Regions from separate parts of the Mus musculus genome. Here all the other regions are linked to region 4. The links are chromatin contacts, called in public Hi-C and promoter capture Hi-C maps. All regions are on one chromosome and are shown on one strand. The core of a region is the stretch at or near the end of the contact, and the rest is flanking DNA. Distances in the headings are between cores, read along the strand shown.

What was found. Promoter capture Hi-C pulls out the DNA fragments that hold promoters and counts their contacts. Hi-C and Micro-C count contacts between places; a contact is called where the count stands out from the background.
Region 1: a contact with region 4 is called in a Hi-C map of CD8 T cells, with 10 times the contacts expected there. The contact joins the promoter of Rft1 here to the promoter of Dph3 in region 4. A contact is called at or near these places in 1 of 39 promoter capture datasets (erythroid cells), 3 of 484 Hi-C or Micro-C datasets (CD4 T cells and CD8 T cells), 1 of 115 datasets of contacts at active chromatin or transcription factors (cardiomyocytes) and 1 of 9 other capture datasets (liver).
Region 2: a contact with region 4 is called in a promoter capture Hi-C map of erythroid cells, with 12 times the contacts expected there. The contact joins the promoter of Tkt here to the promoter of Dph3 in region 4. A contact is called at or near these places in 2 of 39 promoter capture datasets (erythroid cells and liver) and 1 of 484 Hi-C or Micro-C datasets (B cells).
Region 3: a Hi-C map of CD8 T cells shows a contact between it and region 4, with 7 times the contacts expected there. The contact joins the promoter of Prkcd here to the promoter of Dph3 in region 4. A contact is called at or near these places in 1 of 39 promoter capture datasets (liver) and 1 of 484 Hi-C or Micro-C datasets (CD8 T cells).
Region 5: a promoter capture Hi-C map of erythroid cells shows a contact between it and region 4, with 6 times the contacts expected there. The contact joins the promoter of Dcp1a here to the promoter of Dph3 in region 4. A contact is called at or near these places in 2 of 39 promoter capture datasets (erythroid cells and liver) and 1 of 484 Hi-C or Micro-C datasets (CD8 T cells).

The regions. Positions count from the first base shown.
Region 1 is chr14:30,651,120-30,655,657 of GRCm38.p6, forward strand. Rft1 (RFT1 homolog) reads left to right here and starts at 3,256. Exons shown (of 13, transcript NM_177815.3): 1 at 3,256-3,356. The coding sequence starts at 3,294.
Region 2 is chr14:30,547,533-30,551,904 of GRCm38.p6, forward strand. Tkt (transketolase) reads left to right here and starts at 1,599. Exons shown (of 14, transcript NM_009388.6): 1 at 1,599-1,848. The coding sequence starts at 1,742.
Region 3 is chr14:30,624,017-30,628,127 of GRCm38.p6, forward strand. It overlaps Prkcd (protein kinase C, delta), which reads right to left and starts at 2,192. Exons shown (of 18, transcript NM_011103.3): 1 at 1,964-2,192.
Region 4 is chr14:32,084,338-32,088,866 of GRCm38.p6, forward strand. It overlaps Dph3 (diphthamine biosynthesis 3), which reads right to left and starts at 1,355. Exons shown (of 3, transcript NM_172254.4): 1 at 1,073-1,355; 2 at 570-644. The coding sequence starts at 1,180. It overlaps Oxnad1 (oxidoreductase NAD-binding domain containing 1), which reads left to right and starts at 1,391. Exons shown (of 8, transcript NM_145460.2): 1 at 1,391-1,716.
Region 5 is chr14:30,477,735-30,482,032 of GRCm38.p6, forward strand. Dcp1a (decapping mRNA 1A) reads left to right here and starts at 1,831. Exons shown (of 10, transcript NM_133761.3): 1 at 1,831-2,082. The coding sequence starts at 1,888. It also overlaps a transcript of Cacna1d not described here.

The sequences.
Region 1 (4,538 bases), core at 2,006-4,505, 1.4 Mb before region 4:
TGTTGTGTGGGAACATGCCCAGTCCTGGTGCCTCCGCTCAGCCCAAGTCCAGGCCCCCACTTAACATAGCTTTTACTCTGCCTTCCACCCATTGGCAGCCTCCCATCCTGCCCCATTGCCCTGGAAGTCTAACTGGCTCAGCACCAGCCCTAGCACCTCCCACTAGTACAGTAATGAAATGCGAGTCCCAGACCAGCTTTCCCTGGCAGGGAGGTCACCTGGCACAGAAGCAAGTGGCAGGAAGGAACCCTGAGGAAAACAGCTTGTTTAGTGACCACCATTTATAGTTCTGAATTCTCAAGGAGTCTTTTTTTATTCTTTCACAATTGATTCCAATTTGGGATTTTATGATTTTTCTTCAGATTTAAGTTTTTAATCTCTTAGTAGAATTTAAGCTACTTGTGGGCCAAGCTGGTCTGCTAAAATTATCACACCCACCTTAACAGGACAGACAATATCTATATTTATGTCTATATTCATATCCAGATCAGTATCATAGATACTGTGGCTTAAACCCAGGCCTTCACACAAGCTGGGCAGTCACAGTACTACTGAGCTATAAACCCAATGCTAATATAATATCTCTTTAAAACAATCAGCATTGACCATGCCCCAGTGAGTATATGAACAACATAAATTAGACTTGGTTTTTATCCTTCTTCTTCTCCTCCTTCTCCTTCTTCTCCTTCTTCTCCTTCTCCTTCTTCTCCTTCTCCTTCTTCTCCTTCTTCTGCTTCCCCTCCTTCTCCTCCTCCTCCTCCTTCGAGGTCACAAAGGTTTGGGGGTGGACCTGGAAGAACTAGGAAGTGTTATTGGGGTGCATTATGTGAAGTTGCCAAATAATCAATAAAATACGTTGGATTTAAACAAACAAACAAACAAACAAACAAACAGCACACAGGGGGTCCTCCAGTTGGTGAGCTGCAGCAGGAGGGTTCCAGGAAAAGTCTGTCTGATGGTCAAACCTCACATTCTGTGTCTCAACACTCAACAAAGCTCATTCTGCCTAAGATGAGGACACAGAGGCTTTGAGCCATGCAGTCCATGTTCAGCAGTGCTAGCAACAGTGATGCACCAGGAGGCATTCGTGAGAGCTTAAGAGTGTTCTCTGTCGGTACATAGGATGCAAGAGTACAAAATGCTTTAAGGAACTATTGAGGTCAGCTTGAGCTGTTGTAACAAAACACCATAGACTGGGATGCACCATAGACTGGGATGCTTAAACAACAGATTTGCTTCTCCAATCCTGGATCCTAGAAGTCCAAGATCAGGGTGACAGCCAGTTTGGGTCTTGTGAGGGGACTCTTCTTGGTTTGTAAATAGCCACCTTCTTGCTATATCTACTCACAGTGAACGAGAAGTCATCCCACCCAAATATTTTTTGAGGTACTAAGCATCAAAACTATGGTAAGCAAACACTGCATCTCTAAGATGCATTACCTCAGACATCATCTTTATATGGCCACTGATTCACCATAGCCAGTTCCTCAAATGTCTTCTTTGTGTGGCCACTGATCCACCATAGCAGCCCTCAGATATCTTCTTAATATGGTCACTGACCCACTGTAGCCATTCCTCAAATATCTGGGCAATGGCCCCACCATAAAGGCTACATCTTTATCCTAATTACTTCCCAAGTACTCTCCTGAGTGTATTATATGTGTATATTATCACATTCAGGACTGTCACTATATGAATTCTGAGAAGATACATTTAGTCCATAGAAAGTACAGACTGTGGGGTAGTTAGGGGTCAGTATGGGGGCCCTGAAAAAGTGAAGAGTACTGTCAAGGAAGATATTTGGGCAGAGACCATGACAAAAACAAAGAAACACCCAACAGGGTCTCTTTGAGGACCACTAAGGGGGCTGGGTTTTTTGTTTGTTTGTTTTGAGACAGAATTCCACTATGTCTTTCTGGCTGTTCTTGATGTATGCTATATAGACCAGGCTAGCCTCAAACTCAGAGATACACCTGTCTCCTGAGTGCTGGGATGAAGGGATCCAAATATGAGCATCTAAAATGTACTGATAAAGATGGTAGTGATGTGTAAGATGACAGGCAGTTACCAGACAGCAAGGAAGGCCAAAGAGCTTTGAAAATGGTGATTGCGTATGTTGGCCACTTTAAAAAAAAAAGTATAAAGTACTTCCAGTCTGACCCTTGACCCCGATCTGTTCTGCCCAGGCCCATGATGTGCAGATTTGAACAAGGCACCTCACACCTCCAAGGCTTACTTTTCTCCTCTCGACAACCAGGCCAAGTATCAGAGCCTTGGGAAGGTTTCTACAGAGAACTACATACATGAAAATTCTGTGTCTGACCTTCAGTCCTCAGTTCTTCCTTTGCAAAATTGGGAGAAGTCCTGTCCAGCCCAGTTGGTGGAAGGGTTATGTAACTACATTCGTGTGATCGCCAATGGCAAGAATCTCACTGATTAGTCTCTGCTGAGCACTTTGTCCCGCAGCAGCCACTGCTGGCTTGTTTTGTTCTGTTTTCCTTTGCTTTGAAACAGGGCCTTCTGCTGGGGAACAGGGAACAGGAGTACAGGGAAGATAATTAGCAGGCCTGCAAATTAGCCCAGCAGGTTAAGAGCTTACCATGTAAGCCTGCCAATCTGAGTTTGACTGCAGAACCCATGTAAAGGTGGAAAGAGAGAACTGATGCCTGAGAGTTCACTGATACACACACAACTACACTATGCAAAAACAAATAAATATTTAATTCTCATCACTTGGGAGCTGGAGACAAGAGGATCGGGAGTTCAAGGCTATCCTAGTCTCTCTAAGTGAATTCCAGGCCAGCCCTGGCTACATAGAAAGACCTTATTTCAAAATAACAGCTGGAGTTGCGGCACTTGGGAGTCAGAAGCCGAAGCCCGCAGATCACTGAGTTCAAGGCAAGTCTGCTTTGCATATCGAGTTCTATGATAGCCAAGGCTACATAATGAGACCCTGTCTTAAAAAAAAAAAAAAAAAAATCAAGCCAAAAGATATCAGTTGGGGCTAGGGGTGCGCCCCAGTTATCCCAGTGTTCCAGAGACTGCGAGTTCTAGGCCAACATGGTCTACAGGGATCGGCGCTGAACACACTCTCAAAACAACAACAACAAAAATCAAGACACCCCAAGAAAATCAAGAGACACAGCCTCAAAAGTTGTTTGGAGTCGCAGCTTCTTGTGCTCCGCCCCTGCTGTCAAAGACCCAATCAGGAGCGAGCCTGTCCGTGACGCCATTTTTCCGCGACGAAGCGGGCGCGGGCCCCGTTTCCTCCTCGGAGCTGTGGCTCTGGGGCTATGGGCAGCCAGGAGGTGCTAGGCCAGGCGGCCCGGTTGGCCTCCTCGGGTCTCCTGCTGCAGGTACTCTGCTGCGCCCGCTCCAGCGCGTGGTGCCGCGGCCAAGCCTCCCGGGGAAGCTGCTCTGGGTCCCCCGCACTGCACAGGGTTCCACGGGGGACCACGGAGGCGGGGAGGGGCGCCGGGTCTAGGAGTTGGGAGACTGCGGTCCCAGTCTTGGCTGGTGACTACAAACAAGCCATTTTCTTTCTGAGCCTTGTGTTTCCGTGTGATGATAGGAGACAGTTTAAACAACTATCAACAAACAGTAGACAGAGGCTACTTTAATCTGATATTTTAAGGGGTTCATTTCTGGAGTGTTTCACTCTTGATCCTCAAAACTGTTCTTCAACTCTGATTCTCTTTGAGTTTAGAGAGCCCATATGGCGTAGCTAAGAACAAGGATCGGGTTCAGGCAATGCTTGTCCAGTGACCTAGGACAAGTCACTTCAGCCCCTGAGCTTTTAGCTCCTTGTTGACAAAAATGAGTGTAATAGTATCTAATTCAGAAAGCAATTTGCAAGGATTGTTTGGGATCTTTTGAATAAGCTCACTTAGCGCAGTACCAGCATCCTAGTGTGCACTTAATAAACTGCATCTGCTGTGTGTCCTTGGACAGACTCTTTTTTGGCTTTGTATTTTTTTTTCTTTCTTTTGCAGATGACACTTGCTAGTTCGTCCACATGGTCCAGAGTCCACCTTCACCTTTATCCTAGAGAGGCACAAAGAGGTTAGGAGAGAGAAGCAGGCTGAATTAGATTCAGGTTAGGTGGCCCCTTTTAAGATAAGAGTTACTTGGGTTAGGTGTAGTAGCTCAAGTCTTTCATCCCAACACTCAAGAGGTTGAGTTCTCTGTGAGTTCCAATCTGAGCTCCAGTCTAGATAGGGTTACATACTTAGACCTTGTCTCAAAAAAAAGTTCAAATCAATTGGCTTTTTTTCTGAGCATCGGTTTATTCTTTTCTTCCTTCCTTCTTTCCTTCTTCGTCTTTGTCTTCTTCTTCTTTTTTTTTTTTTTTTAAAGACAAGATCTCTCTATGCCTCCCTGGCTGTCCTGTAACTCACTGTGTAGACCAGGCTGGCTTTGACCTCAGATATGCCCTGCCTCTGCTTATAGGCATGAGACACCAGTCCTGGCTTTATTTATTTATTTATGAAAAGATACTGCTATGTAGTCCAAGCTGGCCTTGAATTCTTGATGTACTT
Region 2 (4,372 bases), core at 349-2,848, 1.5 Mb before region 4:
GGAGAAGACTACTTCTCCCACTCTCAGGATTCCTTAGTTGCCTGTAGATCTTTGTGTAGAGTTGAAAGAGAGCAAGGATGGATGTATGGAAGGGATTGGAGGGAGGAAAAGGAGGAGAGAAATGTTGTAACTATTTTATAATTTTAAAAAGGACATTCAGATATATAGAAATGAACATTCAGAAATAAAAACATATACCTCTCTAGCTTATGTTTCCATTCCCAAATAGATTATAATTTTCCACTGTGAAGAAGAGGTGGAGGAGGAGGGGGGAGGAGAAGGGAGAAGAAGAGAACAAGGAAGAGGAAGGAGGAGGAGGAGAAGAAGAAGAAGGGGAGGAGGAGGGGGGAGGAGGAGGGAGAAGAAGAGAACAAGGAAGAGGAAGGAGGAGGAGGAGGAGAAGAAGAAGAAGGGAAGGAGGGGGAGGAGGAGGAGGAGGAAGAGGAAGTTAACATCAGTGTCATTGGACAGGTGGAGAAATGAAGAACTGGACTAATAATCACTGCCCTCAGGTCCATGGGGTTGGAAGGCCCAAAGGCTTCTGAGGTTTGTTTGCCTCCTTGACCTGTTGGTGAGCAGAGGACAGAGGTGGCACTTGCCTTGCCAAGGATCTGATAGTGGAACACTCCGAGACCACAACACTCCAGTCCCAGGTCCAGCCCTTGGCAGTCAGGCACTAGGAGGGCCAGCCTCTTTGGGCAGAGCCAGCAGAAGCCAGGGGCTGTAACAAACCACACTGGCAGTCTCACTGGGACACCTGGGAAACAGGCCAGGCAGGGAGCGCTTGGGGGAGGGGTGCTCACTTGCACAGGGCCCATTGTCTCATGACTCTGAGTTTGAGCTCTGTGGAGGACACAGAGAGGACCTGGACCAAAGCTGTACTGGTGCCTTCCTCTGCCTCTGCCCAGCACCCACTCACAGGCTTGCCTTTATATCCTCTCTGTAAATTGCAACAACCTCCGCCTCTGGAAACGGTATTGACCCGAGTGTGTGTCATGGATCCAATGAGACAGATCCAACGAGACTGTGAAGGCAACGCTTTCTGTTACAGCTGCTCAGTCCTCTCAGCTCCACCAGATCTGGTAAGAGCAGTAGGTGCTAACTGTCTCTACAGAGGCAAACCCAGTAATCTCTCTGAATCCACTCTTGTCCGTTGGCTCTAGTAGTCTGAGACCAGCATACTCCTAGTAACTTCTCAGTATTACCGTTTCTGGCAGTGTATATTTATTCTCATGTCTGGGATCTTTTTGGACTGAGGATAATCTGCTGCAGCGCTACCCACCAACCCTGTAATCTCAATCTAACCTTGCCAAGCCTCAACCTTTTCCTTAGAAAAGTGCAATTACTGATTAGTATCTCTCTTCTCAGTCCTACCCAAGTCAGCCGCGGAACTCTGAGCCATGCTTAGAACCAGGAATAGTGGCGAAGTTACTTTGTTGCTACTGTTTGTGTGTGATTAATTCCAACAGGGCACTGTGCTGGGAGAGAGCCCCCAGGCCTGGCGACTTCCGAGAGTCCACTAAATGCGGGGCGTGGCCAGAGGCCACTCGTCGGCCTGGGGTGATTCGGCGCCCCGCCCCACCTCCGCCCCGCCCCCCATGGGCGGGTCCTAAGGAGTCTTAACGCGCCCGCCCGCAGCACCCGTCCTCGGTCACTGCTGGTCGCTTCCTGAGCCGCTGCTGGCTCTGTGTCTCTGTCCTCAGCGTTCTCGTCCTCGTCCTCGTCCTCGTCCTACCACGCCATGGAAGGTTACCATAAGCCAGATCAGCAGAAGCTCCAGGCCCTGAAGGACACAGCCAATCGCCTGCGCATCAGCTCCATCCAGGCCACCACCGCGGCAGGCTCAGGGTGAGCGCGCGCTTCTGGCGGGGCTGGGAGCCGGGTCCCGCGGCCTCCCTGGCTCCGTGTCGCGTAGCACGATGTCGCCACGAGGGCGCGGTCAGATGGCGGAGCCTTCCGCTGCTCCGGAGCGGCCGGGTTCGACCGCGTGGGCCTCAGGTCTCGCGAGCACCTCCAGCCGGCCCGGGCTTCCCGGTTCTCGCTGCGCCCGGGCGCGCCTCCTCGCTCTGCGGCTGCAACCCGGAGGCCACCATGACTGCTGGCGGGAGAAACCTGAGCACGTGTGGGCTCCAGCTCTCCACCAGCATGTTGGTTCCACTGGTTTGCAGATGGGGAAACTGAGATTCCGGCTTTATATCAGTTGTCCAAAGTCACAGTGAGAGCTGGAATTTCAGCCCTTGCAATGTAGGCAGAGAATGTGTGTAGAGCCCACCATTTTGCAGTAGACTGGGGGCCCACCCTTCTCTGCATCTCTAACCACGCTCCCCTCCTCGACACTTCTTGCCTCTCCTGCTATGTGTGGGCTGGGGTCCCGGTGCTGCTGAAGACTCCAGGGTGGGGGCAGGGAGGTGACGATGCAACACCAAGAGAGGCTTAGACCCGAGCAAGGAGGTTGGAGTGCGAGTCTGGGGAGAAGGGAGCTTGTAGAAAGAAGGGGCGAGGCCCACGCGAAATAGGAAGTTCTGGGCTAACGGTGTTTGCACACTGGGTGGTTTCAAGAAATTCTAAGGTCTCCATTGGGCCTGGTATGAGACCTTGAGACAGAGAGATCTGGGCTTCTTGGAATGGTTTGGGGTTCTGGGGAGGGAGATTTTAGGAACCCAGACAAACTGTGAGCTTAGAACAAAGACCAGGATTCTGGATTTTGGCCAGTTCCATACAGAACATATTATTAAAGGAGTGCATTTCTCTTGCCTTTTACCGTGGGTTCCTCCTTACTTAGCCCTTGTGCTTTTAAGACGGGATGTCCTCAGAAGGTTTGAACTGGGAACCCTTTGCCACCCAACTTCCCATGCATACTTTGGACCTGTTATCTGTCTTGGCTTTAGATTGCTGCCTATGATAGAGGGTGCTCCCTGCCCAATTAAGAGACCTGACTTCCTTTTCTCTGGATTTCCTCAGTGTCTGGCAGAGACACTGTCCTCTCTACCTAGCACAGAGTAGGTCTTCACATCCACATCGTTTATTACTTGTTCTTTACTGGCCCCTACATCTCCCTCCAGGTCTGAAGTCTAATCAGAGGGTCAAAGTAGTTGACTGGCTGGTACCTATGCAGCTGAACATTCTACAATGCTGGATACGCATGTAGACCTTTCCAGGATCAGGGAGAAACTAAGTGGGTATTCCTGGGCCACACAGCGTCCTGGGGTAGCATTCTGATAATCAGTTTATACATGAAGACACTGAAGTGTAGTACGTTGATTTCCCCAGACTGGTAATCAGTGGCTATTTAGTACTGCCTGCTGGGGGCCTGGCCTATCAGAAAGTCCTCTTGGGCACATGGGCGGCATCAGGCTGGAGGAGCAGGGAAAGCCAAGTTCAGTTGAAGAGAAACTAAGTAACATTTATGGCTCTTAGGAACTTCCAAAGCAGGGGTGGTCTCCAGGGGAAAAGGTTGAAGGTGGCTACAGAGTTACACTGTTTACATTGTAGCCTTAGGCAGTCATTGAACTCTGAAAGAATCCGTGTACAAATGGAAGTGGTGGGTATCCCATGCAAAGGCTAAGTGTACGGGTTGCCAGTTCGGTATATATATTTCCCTTGCAGAAAAATACTACTTGGAGAAATCTTGTTTTTCAGAAGGGAGTAGCATTGTTCCTCAACCCCTGTCACAAGAATGATTTTGAAATGTGTGTGCAAAGAGTGTGTGCGTGTACAGAAAGTGTTTGGGGAAGACTTGAGATGTGAATGTATTTTGGCTGTGAATGTTTCTTTGGATGCTCACTACAGTGAGAGTTCATAACGTGAAAGCAGGCTCAGTTCTGAAGTTCTGACCCAGTCAGTTGCAGACAGCTGAACTGGCCACCTAACCAGTCTGTTCCATCTTTTTGAACAATTTTGGGTGATGGTTTCAGGATGGCAAGAAGTCCTGAATGAACAGACTTCCCGTAGTGCCTCATCAGCACTGTAGACAATAGACTTACTTCACCAGGCCACAAAAATGAGTCCACTGGCTTCTGTGTGGGGAGCTGGGTGGACAGTGCGTCCACGGGTCAGACTTTCCCGGGTCTTTTTCTGCATACAGAGGCGGCTGTGGCAGAGGTCCAACTCATCCAAGCTTTATCAAAGAAACTCCAATGGCGTTGTCAGAAGTGGCCAGGTTGCTGTGGCTGCTAAGTGTTCTCAGCCCTCACTTGCAGGGCTAGGTTGTGTTAGCCAGATGGAGGCCAGTGCCACCTGAGGATGCATCAGAGTTGGGCCTGACTTAAAGGGGAAGTAGTCTGAGCTTTCAGCTAGTCCCTTAGACTTTGAGGAGAGTGAGTACCTGGGAGGATAGGGTAGACCCAGCCCTGGCTTGTGAGCACAGGAGACA
Region 3 (4,111 bases), core at 942-3,441, 1.5 Mb before region 4:
GACCCTGAGGTCTCAATCATACCATTATAACCCCAGGACTTGTCCCTAGCTCTCTTCATCTCTCCAGGAGCCAGGGCTGGGCTTGTGCACGCCAAGCACACACACAGTGCTTCCTGCTCCCATAAACTCATGGGCAGCCGGACACTCACCTTCCCTCACCTCCTAGCACACCCCTCCTGTTGCTATTACCCACACTCAACCTCTCTGTTACCCACAAGCCCCATCACTCCTCAATACACACCCGCAGTTTCATACAGTCAGACTGTGAGTCTCCTACCAGTCACCCTTTGCTACTGGAGTTCCATATGGCAGTGTCACCTTCCACACAGTCCTGTCATATACCTGAGCCTTTACAGTATCGTACAAAGATACTGTCACTGAGAAACAAAACACACACACACACACACACACACACACACACACAGAGCAGCCGCCCTCTGCTGGCCTGTTCACCACACCCCAATCTAATCCATAGCAGGAACGAGGAAACCCAGTCCCCTCCTCTGTCCCTGATCAGCTTGGTCATAGAGGATCAGTAGCAGAGGAAGAAGAACCGAATATGATTAGAGGCACGCTTACACACAAGCCTAGGGGGTCGGCACACCGATAGCGTGGGCTCCCACAATTAAAGGAATGAATGTACTCTGGCCAGAGGGTTGTTGTGATATAATGCACAGACCTTTGGAACACACAGGGACACAGAGACATGAGCAAGCCAAGGCACAAAATATACAGGGGAAGCCTCTACATACAAGGCATGATTACCAAGTTGCACGGGGCACACACCAAGCCTCAGAACACACAGACAGCCATGAAGTATATGCAAGTCACACGTGAAAAAGGACACATTCACAGGGGAAGTCCCACTATGACAAATAATACACAAAGAGACAAGATACACACTATACTCACAAGTCCAGACACAGATACTACAGCAACAGAAGCCAGACTCCTCCGAGGGCCCAGGGTAGCGGCCAAAGGAAAAAGGGATCTCCCCCACTCAGTCTAAGTCCTCCAGGTTTGAGTGGGGTGCTGAGTGAGGCTCCCTTCTCTCCCCTCCCCTGTATAAGAGAGTTGGGGAAGTGGGAGCAGTTGTGATGGTGCTCCCTCTCCACTGCCAGCCGGCAGGGCAGAGCACTCCCGTCACTGCTGTCCTCATCACCTTACTGGGCCCCCAGAGGGGGTGGCGTCTCTCCAGTGGGACAGAGACTGACAGCACCAGGCAGAGACCACCCGGAGAAGGGACACGGGGGATCAGAGAGGACAGGGGAATGGTGGAGGCTGGAGCCACGCCCAGCTCAGAGACAGATGGAAAGCCAAGAAAGACACCGAGACTGAAAGAAGAGATAGGGCAAGGAGGCGGCGCCGTGAGAGTCCGCCCGCCTGGGACCCAAGCACTGGAGGCTAGGGAGACAGGCGGCCCGCCCTCCGCCCGGTGGTGAAAAGGACCGGAGACTGGACTGGCAGGGGCAGGCGAGCGTGGGCTGGGGGTGCGGCTCTGGGAGGACTGGGTCGAGGGGACGGCGGATCTGGTGGGGGTGGGGAGACGGAGTACACGGACGGCGAGGGGCAAACAGACCTGGCCTGGGAGCAGAGGACCAGGCAAGAGGGGGTGGGGACCGACGAATGTGCAGAGTCCCCTGAGAGATTTGAGAAGATCGGACGGTCCCTCGGCGGGGATAAAGACACACAGGGGTGGAGTAGGGGGTTAAAGATGCTGGGAGTAGTCGGGCCTGGGCTCCAGCCGTCGAAGAGAGGGTCAGACCGACCAGGGTATGGAGGCACCGGCGGGTCTCCGTGCTCGGCGGGACTTTGGCTGCTCCTGGCTCAGTTTCTCAGTTTCAGAACCAGGAGCCAGAGAAGAAAGCGGGGAATGGAGACTACGGGCGAGGAAAAGGGGGAGAAAGGCCGCTGCGCCCTCGAGTTAACTCGGACCCCGCGCCCGGGCCCAGCTCTCACTCACCTCCCGACGCAGGGCCAGGCGCCAGGGGTCCCGGCGAGCCGGGGTCCGTCTCGTGGCGCGGCTCTCCCGGATGCGCGTGGACGGGGAGGTAGGCACAAGTCTGATCCGGACGGGTCCGGAGGCCAGTGGGGACCTCCCGGGTCCCGGCTCGAAGGGTAGATGTCCACGGGCCGCTCGCGGGATCCCCGCGGCCGCCGCCTCCTGCTCTGGCGCCGCGGCACACGGAAGTGCAAAGGGGAGGGGCTGCGCGACCTCACCCAGGTGCCGGCCCCGGTCCCGCCCCCACTCAGGACCCGCCCCACGGGCGCCCGCCCCTTCGAAGCTCCGCCCACGTGAGCTGGGGGTCCAGCGCGTCTCAGCCTCTTTGAGTTGCAAGTCCTTGGGTCCCCAGATCTGTTAGCCGTCTCTGGCTCTTGTGGCGCCTCGCCTGCCAGTGGCACGCAGGCCATCCCATCTCAGGGGACTAATTTATAGAGGAGGACTCCGAGGCCAAGTTGGGGGGTGGGGTTGAGCACTGCACACACAATGGAGCCCAGGAGGCACCGACGGGGCTTCCCCAACTACTTGCGCCCACACCCGGGACTCCCCACTGGCCAGCTGGCCCGCCTTGCCTGGCCTCATTCCTCTTCCTGCTGGCTTGAGCAGAGCCACGCCGCCAGGCCTGCCGGTTCCAGTCCTGCCCGAGAGAAGGAGCTGGGAGGTCTCCAGGGCGAGAGGTTCTAGCCAGTTTGTCTCAGCACTGCTCCTCAGACAATTGTGGGAATTGCCTCTGCCCCCATCTCACTGTCTTTCCTGAGCCCACGGTTCAGAGCTCCCCTTGCTCAGTCAAGCTCATAAGAGGGATTTGATTGTCAGCTGTAACTCATTCACTCATTAAGGGTCCCCTGGGCCCAAAGTCTGAGCACCAAATGGGAGCCAGGGACTCCATTTTTCTGTCCCCAAAGCCCAGAACACTAAGCTGTTACATTATACTTACCCAAAGAAATGACTTCCTGGGCTGGGCAGATGATCGTTTTTTCTAGCACGCAGAGAGCGCTGTGTTTGACCCCCACCACAGAGTAAACCACAGATGGAGGCTCAGAATAATACTCCAGTGCTCAGGGGGAGAAAGCAGGAGAATAGAGTGTGGACGCCAGCCTGTTCATGAGAGACCTTGTCTCAACAAAACCAAACAAACGAGAACTCTTCCTGGGAGGATACAAGAGGGTTCTAATAGCCCAAGATACCTAAGTTCCTTCTGGAAAACTACCTAGAAGGAATAGAAGTCTAGACAGCTCTTTGCCGACTGAGATCAAGAGAAGTGCTGCTGCAGGGGCTGGTGAGATGGCTCAGTGGGTAAGAGCACCCGACTGCTCTTCCGAAGGTCAGGAGTTCAAATCCCAGCAACCACATGGTGGCTCACAACCATCCTTAACGAGATCTGACTCCCTCTTCTGGAGTGTCTGAGGACAGCTACAGTGTACTTACATATAATAAATAAAAAAATAAAAAAAATAAAAAGAGAAGTGCTGCCCCACCCGTGGAGGCTTGAAACTTCCAGGGATGGGGGACCCTGGCAGAGATGTGGGGCTCCAAACCTTATTTTAAATGTACATTGGGGATTGAGCTAGAGAGAGGAAACCACAATGACTCGTCCCTTCTGTAGAAAGAGGAAGGCTGCTGCTTCCCTCTACCCTGAAAGAAAGAGGACCCAGTTTGAAAATTAGTATTTAAGTCCCCAGTCCTGATAACTGTCCCCACCCCATGACAGTGGATTCTTCCCACAAAGTTGACTGGGCAAATTGGATTCCTTCTGGAACCTTCTGCCTCACATCAGGCTTGTAAGCATGCTGTTTCCTGGGTCATTTCCTATTAACATTCCTCTACCTGTCTCTGCTGTGTCTCTTCCCATCTGTGACTCCCTGATGCTCTTCCCATCTATGCCCTTTCCATCAGCTAAGGGACCCTATTCTTTTTGTTGTTGTTGTTTTGTTTTGTTTTTTTGAGACAGGGTTTCTCTGTGTAGCCCTGGCTGTCCTGGAACCCACTCTGTAGATCAGGCTGGCCTCAAACTCAGAAATCTGCCTGCCTCTGCCTCCCGAATGCTGGGATTAAAGGTGTGCACCACCACGCCTGGCTTGGGACCCTATTCTTTTTTTTTTTTTTTTA
Region 4 (4,529 bases), core at 105-2,604:
ATTTATCCTCTAGACTGTTACATTCTGTACTTAGACTCCAAAGCACTAACTGAGCTTTGGGTGGGAAGTAAAGATATTTACCCCTTTTCTATTGCCATTCCTAATGGATACAAAGGAACATGGAACTGTAACATTACATCTAGGAACTATATCTCAAACAAGGTAGATTCTGTACATAAGCTAGGCAAGCAATAAAATGCAATCTTCTAAAAATATCCTAGAGCTCTGAACAAACTAAATATTAAATACAAGAGAAATGTCAAAAGGAAGAACATCAATTAAAATAACCATAATTTTTCATTCCTGATTAAGTCATCAATTTTCATTACAAAGCAATTTCTTTATTGCCCTTTCCAAAGTGATCATAAGTTACATAAAAGGCAGATCTCTGTGAATTCAAGGCCAGCCTGGTTCACATCATGAGTTCCAGTATAGCCAGGGCTACTTAAGGTCCCTGTCTCAAAAAACAAACCAACACCCAACACTCTTCCGCCCTTTTCTATCAGACAGGCTCCTTTAGGCCCTTGTCATTAGCTCACACCACCCATCCCCTTTAACATATCCCTTACTTTGTCATAAATCACTTTTATAATGAGTGAGCAGCTAGGACACGTGGCCACATCTTCTCCATTTTCCAAATCTTCCTACAACGCAATCAAACAACATATGGTCAGCATAGCCTTTCGTCAACTTCCCATAAATCTCTCCTATGTCTATGGGCAAGTCTTTAGTTGGGTAACAACACAAAGAACTTTCCTCCCAAGTGTCATCTAGGAAAAAAAAACAGGGAGATTAGATTGGTTCGATCGCCTCCAAAACCCTGGGGTACAAAATCAAGTTCCCTTCTTCAAAGAAGCTCCCAGGGGAAAAAAAAATAGAAAAAAAAGAAAAACACTTAGGGGCGGGACTACGGAGAACAGCGCCCTTAACCCGACCCTGTATGCTAGACAGCCTAGGTTACTACTTTAGGGGCGGGGGTTCGGAAGAACACGTGGGTAACTGAGCCTTCCCAGGGACACCGGAAGCGACAATGCGCAAGCTCGAGGGATCGCCGGCGGGCCCTTTAGAGTACCTTGGTGATGGCAAAGTTATCCCCACAGGGGCAAGGGTAGAAATATGTCTCCGAGTCCTCGTCATATTGAAAGTCCTCGATCTCCACCTCGTCGTGAAACACCGCCATGGTCACCCGGTCGGCACCGCATCAGCTTGCCTACCTGCGCCCAGGCAGGGTAAGGCCCGGTCTTCCCGGTCCACCCTGGCGCAGGAACAGTCACTTCCGGACGCACAGGCGATGACGTAACTTCTACCGCCGCGGCCAAAAGGGTGACCCGGTCGCGGTCGCCATGGAGATAGCGCCGGAAAGATGGTGCTTCCTGCGCAGCAGCGTTGCGCAGTTCTCCGTCCACTGGGTGCCAGCGACCAATAGTGTGAAGGGCTCCCTCTCATGGCGGTTACGTCAGTCCGGGGCCCGGGGAGTTTGGGCTTGGGATATAAACGAGTTTTCTATGCAGGTGGAGTCTTGTCCTCCATAGCTGACTTCAGAGGACATTAAAAGAATTGGCGGAGGCTACGCCCTCTTGAAAGGGGGAATCATTGAGGCTCAGGGAGCCACACAGCGTCCTCTCCAGTTCTCGGCCCACAGCGCTCCTGCAATTGCGTTTCAGGCGACCTTGAACTCTGAGTGACTCTTGGCCTGTTATGAGTTCTTGCCTGCAGGTACATCACTGCCTCTCTCACCCCAGCCACTTTCTGATACCCCGGTTGTGTTGTAGAGAACCAAGATCTGCAAGACAGGGGCGAGTTCTAGCCATATTTTAAATATTCACTGCAGTGGTGGGCACAGTAGCTTTTAATTATTGGGGTTTTTAGTGGGCAACCTATATGTTAAACTTGATCTTGAGGTTCAAAAATCCATTTTATTCATCTTTAACATAGATTTAGAGACTGGGCATCTTGCCCAAGATTGCATACCTAGGCCATAACGATGAGCCTAGCTGTCTCTAAAGCCCAGGAACAAATTATTTATGTGAACTTTAGTTCTCGGTAAAAGGAATGGTGTTCCTGGTATTTTCGTCAGCGTGCAGCCTCTTCTTTGAGAAGCACGTTGTTCCGAGAGCCGTGCTGGGCTTGTTCCGGTTACAACCAGGGACTTTGGAGTAGTGCTAAGCAGTTACTCATCTCACTGGAGGAGTGCAGTGTAGTGAAAAGTAGTATGGCAGAACTGGATTCCAGTTTGACTTGAAGAGCTCTGGGGGTTGGAAAATTACATTCTTTGGTTCTTACATCCTCTTCTGAGAGTAGATCCTTTGGAATCTAACATTCTTTTGCACGAGAATGAATAGTTCAGCAGTCATGTATGACTTATGTAGTTTACATTTCTGTAACAGTGTTTAAGTATGTACAGTTGTGTGCATAAATTACCAATTTTGTGCATGTTTAAAGGACACTATATTTTGAAGCCTTTTTGAAGTGTGAAAACCTATGGGCAGAGAAGCCTTTGGGAGGAAAAAACCCAGAACTTAAGTGTATGGAAGGTTGTTTCAAAGATCTCCATTCCTTTTTTTTTTTTTTTTTTTAACATAATTGAAGATCTAAATAGCAATTAGGAGATCTTTGTAGCCTGTTGCAGGTTAGCTGTAGCCTGTCTGGGCAGAAGAGAAATGCAGTGAAAGCCTTCTATCTTTATGGGTATAAATACTTCCCAGGTAACCTCTGGGACACAGGAAGAAAACTGATTTCCAAGTGTCTGTCTTTAGTTCAGATGATCTTTAGTTCTTATGAGCCATTCTTGAATGCGCAGAAATGGATGCAGTTGTTGGTAGGGAATGGCCTGGCAAGTATATCGATCTGTAACCCCAGCATTGATGCAAGCAGGGGCAGAAACAGGTGGATCTCTGGAGCGCAGGGGCCGACAAGTTGGTGAGCTCCATATTGGGGAGGCTACCGGCCACACGAGGCTCGTAGTGTGTATAAGTTCTTAGGTCTTTTATTTAAAAAGCAAACACACAAAAGGCTGAAGAGCTGGTTCATCAGTTAATATCACTGCTGCTCTTCCTGAAGACCGACGTTAAATTCCTAGCACCTATATTGAAGTTAGTTATGTCTATAACTCCAGTTCCGGGCCACCCTTTTCTGGCCATGTGGTTGCTGGGAATTGAACTCAGGATCTCTAGAAGTGTAGTCAGTGCTCTTAACTGCCAAGCCATCTCTCCAGCCCTGGACCTGATGTTTTAGAAAGCAGTTCAGACCCATCAAAAACAAATTTCTGGGGCATCTTAAAGACTGAAGTTATAATCAGCTAGCTTTTCTTTTTAACTTCTCAACAAATCATTTGTGTGCATATTATTTAAAATAGTAAAGGAAAAACTTAATGAGCCATTTATTTATGGTAGTTGACACTGGGTTCTGGATAATTCTTATGTGTGTTTGATCATTAGAATAACACAGTGAGGGCTGGTGAGATGGCTCAGTGGGTAAGAGCACCCGACTGCTCTTCCGAAGGTCAGGAGTTCAAATCCCAGCAACCACATGGTGGCTCACAACCATCCGTAATGAGATCTGGTGCCCTCTTCTGGAGTGTCTGAAGACAGCTTCAGTGTACTTACATATAATAAATAAATCTTTAAAAAAAAAAAAAAAAAAAAAGATTCACCTTAAAAAAAAAAAAAAAAAAAAAGAATAACACAGTGAAGTACAGATGGGGTGTGTCTTTAGCCCTGGGAAATGAGGTCTAGGGGCTGAAGAATTCGCTAAGGCAAAGCTCAAAAGTCACGATGCCAACTTGGACTCTTTTGGTCCTAGAACCTAGAACTCTTTTTTGTTTGTTTGTTTGTTTGTGGTTTTGTTTTTTGTTTTTGTTTTTTTCGGGACGAACCAGACTGCCTGGTCTGTTTCTGGCAGAATGAGAGGAAGCCAGCAGGGCTGTTCCTACAGTAGGAACCTCTCAGCAAGTTGAAGGGCTCTGATTCCCAAACATTTTTAATACTGTCCTACCATCTCTGGCCGCTGTTCTACCAGAATCTTTTTTTTTTTAAAAGATTTATTTATTTATTATATGTAAGTAAGTACACTGTAGCTGTCTTCAGATACTCCAGAAGAGGGGGTCAGATCTTGTTACAGATGGTTGTGAGCCACCATGTGGTTGCTGGGATTTGAACTCTGGACCTTCGGAAGAACAGTCGGGTGCTCTTACCCACTGAGCCATCTCACCAGTCCATCTACCAGAATCTTAAGCTAGAGTCTTGACTTCCTGCTTTAACGTGGGTGACCATTTAAAAGTACCAAGATCATGTCCTTGTTCTGAACTTGGTTCAGTTGCTGTGAGTGCCCTTCAGGGAAGTTTCACTTTGGACACACTTTGGACCTTCACTTTGGACACATAGGCACATGTACGGGTTCCTGGCATTCTCACCCAGCTCCTCTTAACTCGCCAGCGTTGTTTCTTGCTTGGGCTTTGTTCCTTCCAAGATCTCTGCTGCAGTGTGCTTCATGTCTCCCCTTCATGTCTGCCTGGCTGTCTCGATCGGCTC
Region 5 (4,298 bases), core at 581-3,080, 1.6 Mb before region 4:
TTCCCACCTCACCACCGAGTCACGATGCAAATCTCAGCCCTTGCTTTACTTTCCCGAGGAACACCTACTCATCCAAAGCACCAGTTCAGACCTCAGCAACTCCTTGAAGCCTGCCTACCCGAAGCCAACCTCAGAAGTCGGCTCGAGACACCCCAAGGCCATCATGTTCTTAGCACAGAGATGAATGTGCCCCAGAGGGACAGAGAGCATGGATAATGAACAAAGACAGGAGAGAGGGGAAGAGGACGAAGGGGAAGGAAACAAAGAGGAGGGGAGGAAGGGAATGAGAGATATTTGGGGAGGAGGGAATAAAGGACTGCCTCTGGATGTCGAGGCAGAAGTGGCCCACAGGCAAACGGCAGTTAATAAAGGTAAAAGGGGAAACCCCACAGTAGGATGTGTTTAATTTTAATTGGGCACATTAATTAGGTGAACTAAAGGGGGCTTTTGATTGCTGGACTTCAATACTTTTATAGCTGGACTTTGGTAGTCGGCCTCAGGAGAAAGAAGTGGCTAAATTAGGGACTAGACCTTGGTGGCTAGTGTTAGGAATAAAATCTAACAGTTTTTAGCAAGGCAGAGGGAAAAGGGGAGAAGAGCAAGGTCTGCCAGAACCTTGCCTGCCATGCTGGAACTGGTAGTGAGGTTCCTTCACTACCTTTCCTGGCTCAGATGGCAATAAGGACGCCACCCTCTGGAATTCAAAGAGAGACATCTATCATGGGGCTGTTTGCTTGCGTTTAGTTTCTCCTAGAGCCAAAAGAGTTGGAAGCTCGGAGCTGGCAACCACTCAATAAGATCAGTGAGTGTGTACAGAAGTGAAGGGTGAATAACCGATAGGCGGCTGTTCCAGCTTTTGTAGTTGCTTCACACGCGGTTCTGTCAAGAATGTAAAGTTTGCCCTTCCATTAGTATGTAAAACCACAAGCAACACAAATATGTGGGGGTACTTTGAGAAAATGTAAAGTTTATCCTTTCAAAAATGTTCATTTGTGCTGAGATGTCTTCAATAAAGAGAAACGATGGTTTTTAAAGCAACTCAATGAAAACAGCCTGAGCACTTTGCTTTACCTCTTAGTACTTCCTGATCCCTTAAAATGCCCAATAAATGTTTTCTTTTTAAAAGAGATCTACTTACTATTTTAAATAATAGACGTCTCTATAGAACAATAGAAATATTTATCTGGGACCCAGATGAGGAAAAAGACGAGCAAAAGAGGGTAGGCCAAGTCTATTGTAGTTCCAGGCAGGCTAGTTTGGCTGCTTTGAAACATTTCTTTCAAAAGTTACCAAACTGTTAAGAGTGAAGGTGCACTCTGAGGTCAGAAGTGACGGACAGCTCCCCTTCCTCATTTGGACTGAGTTTTCTTTTTTCTTTTTTTAAAGATTTATTTATTTTATGTATATGAGTACACTGTAGCTGTACAGATGGTTGTGAGCCACCATGTGGTTGCTGGGATTTGAACTCAGGACCTTTCGGAAGAGCAGTCAGTGCTCTTAAACGCTGAGCCATCTCTCCAGCCAGGTCTGAGTTTTCTAAATGGTACGTGGAGACCTCATGTCCTCAGCAGCAAGCATTTCGATTCTGCGCCGGAACCCGAGTTAGGGACTGCGCTGGGGTGCAGCCTCCCCGGCAGGAGTCAGGTTCATTCAGGGAACCGGTTCACACCCCGCCAGGTGAGAGAGGTCTCCGGACTATCAGCTCACGGCTCCACCGCGCAGGCGCGGGGGCCTGTCTCTTCCGGCAGACGCGGCCCGAAGAAAATCGGAACCAGGGCTCCTGGCGCACAGGAGCAGCGGATGAGATTAGCTGAAGTACCACGCTCGGCAAGGCTGGGCCGGTAGGCGGAAGTGGAGGGCTGACTGAGCTGGGGGAACTTTGCCTGGATGGCACTTTCCTGTTCCACAGTCCGCCCCCGCCGGAGGGGCTCGGCTCTGAGATCCAAGATGGAGTTGTTGAGTCGAGCTGAGCAAGAGATGAGTCTGGCGGCCTTGAAACAACACGACCCCTATATCACCAGCATCGCAGACCTCACGGGCCAGGTCGCCCTGTACACTTTCTGCCCCAAAGCCAACCAGTGGGTGAGTGAGGCCCGGCCGGGGACAAGGCCAGCCTGGCCGCTGCCGCCTCTTAAAGGGACCGCGCAGACAGCTGAGGATTGGGGGTGGGGGAGAGAAGCAGGAGCCCAGGACCGCAAAGGCGAGGCCGGGACCTCTCCCAAAACCGGGTCCGGAGCCAAAGAGGTGACCGGGGCACGCGGAATTGAAAGAATGTAGCGGAAGGAGTAGACCAGAGACAGAGCAGGGAAATCGGATGGAGGAGAGAAACGAGGCAGGATCAGTCTTTTTGGGTCGGTTCTCGGGGCTTGAGGTTGCATTGGTAAAATATGAGACAAGTTAATTTTAACAAGTGAGTGAAAGCCTGTGTTTGAAGACTTTGAGGACTCTTAGATACATGTACTTGATGGAAGAGTCCGCTCCTCTTTCCCTGCCGACCTAAATGTGATGGTTTGGATTTGAAGCTTTAAAAATCAGCTTCAGGAGTTAGACCAGCTTTAGTCGAACTACTCTGTATCTCTGGAATTTGAGGAAAATTTTCAAGGCTACTTCAGTAAGAACTGGATTCCTTGGAGACGTTTGCAAGAAAAAGAGACCAGTGCTAGGACCTTTGATGGCTCCCTTCTTTTGGGATTGTGTGAGTGGCATAGAGTTGCAGAAGTTACTTTGTCTACTCGCAGATTCTAGTTAACCTCAACTCGAAGCACCTGTGTACACGGCCCCTTTTCTTGTGCTCCGTTTTTCCTCATTCACTCATTGGGCTATACAGAGGTTCGGTTTTAGAACATTAAAGCTCAACACCTGCGCTGAAAACCCGAGTTAACGCTGTTGCAGCAAAAGAAAGAATACTAATGTTCGATTTTCTTGTTTATTTCTTGTAGTACAGGAACTCAAACCCAAGACCCCCTGATAGCAGGCAGGCACTGTTCCTCTACCACTGGGCTATATACCCACCCCGAGTTACAATTTCTTAGTCACATTTTCAGTTGTTTATTTTAAAACCCTACCAAATTTGCCTAAGGCAGAGAATGGTTTCTATCCATGATTCTTAACAAAGTTCTGAAAATAATAAATTGTGTTTGGTAACCGCAAAATGTGTAACTTGTGAAAATATTCCTAAATCCTCCAGAAATGAAACAAAGGATCTTATAAGAAAATTTCCCAAGGGTAGGGATTTAGCTCAATGGTGCACAGCTGTGCATCATGAGCCCCAGGCTCTGAGTTCAACCCTGGTATCAGGGTTGAAGAAAGTTCTATTCTTTTTCTATAAACTTCCATAGACTGCTTAAGTTTGTTTTGTTTTTTTATTTTGGTTTGGTTTTTCTTTTTTTAAGTTGCAGTACACAATACCTTGACTGTAAATATTAAGATACCTAATTGAAAGGTTTTTGTGTTTACAAAGATAAAACTGGGGCTGGAGAAGTGGCTCAGTAGTAGCTACGAGCATTTGCTGCTCTTCCTGAGGACCTGGCTCAGTTTTCCAGCATCCCCATGCTGGTTTATATCCATCTGTAACTCTAGTCCAAAGAGATCCAATGCCCTCTGCTGTCCTCTGTAAGCTCCACACACACATATGTTACAAAGACATATGTATGCTGACAAAACATTCCTGCACCTTTTTTAATTGAAAAAAAAAACTTAATACATAAAAATAATAAGTAAAGCTAAGTGTGTGTGTGTGTGTGTGTGTGTGTGTGTATGTATGTATGTGTGTGTTTTCCTTTAGCTGTTCCTTACTGGTGGAAATAGACATAGGCTACAGATGAAGACATATTGTTGGATTAGACATTGCATACACTTATATAAACACAGGGTTGAATGGGTACACAATTTGTTTAGAGTTTTAAAAAGTGGCATGGGTTGGGGATTTAGCTCAGTGGTAGAGCGCTTGCCTAGCAAGCCCAAGGCCCTGGGTTCGGTCCTCAGCTCCGGAAAAAGGAAAATAAATAAATAAATAAATAAAAAGTGGCTTGCTTTACCTGCTCAAAAGTGATTAATTTGGAGACTAAAGAGACAGCTCAGCGGATGAAGTGCTTGCCTCCCAAGCATGAGAGCCTGAGGCATTCACATAGAAAGCTGGGCATAGTGCTTGCACTTACAATCCCACACTGGGATATGGAGCCACTTAGGATCCAACACTGGAGCCCGCTGACCAGCAAGTGTAGCTTAATTGTCCATCTTCTGGCCAGTGAGACCCCCGACTGGAAGGAATGACACCTGAGAGTGACCACTAACCTCTA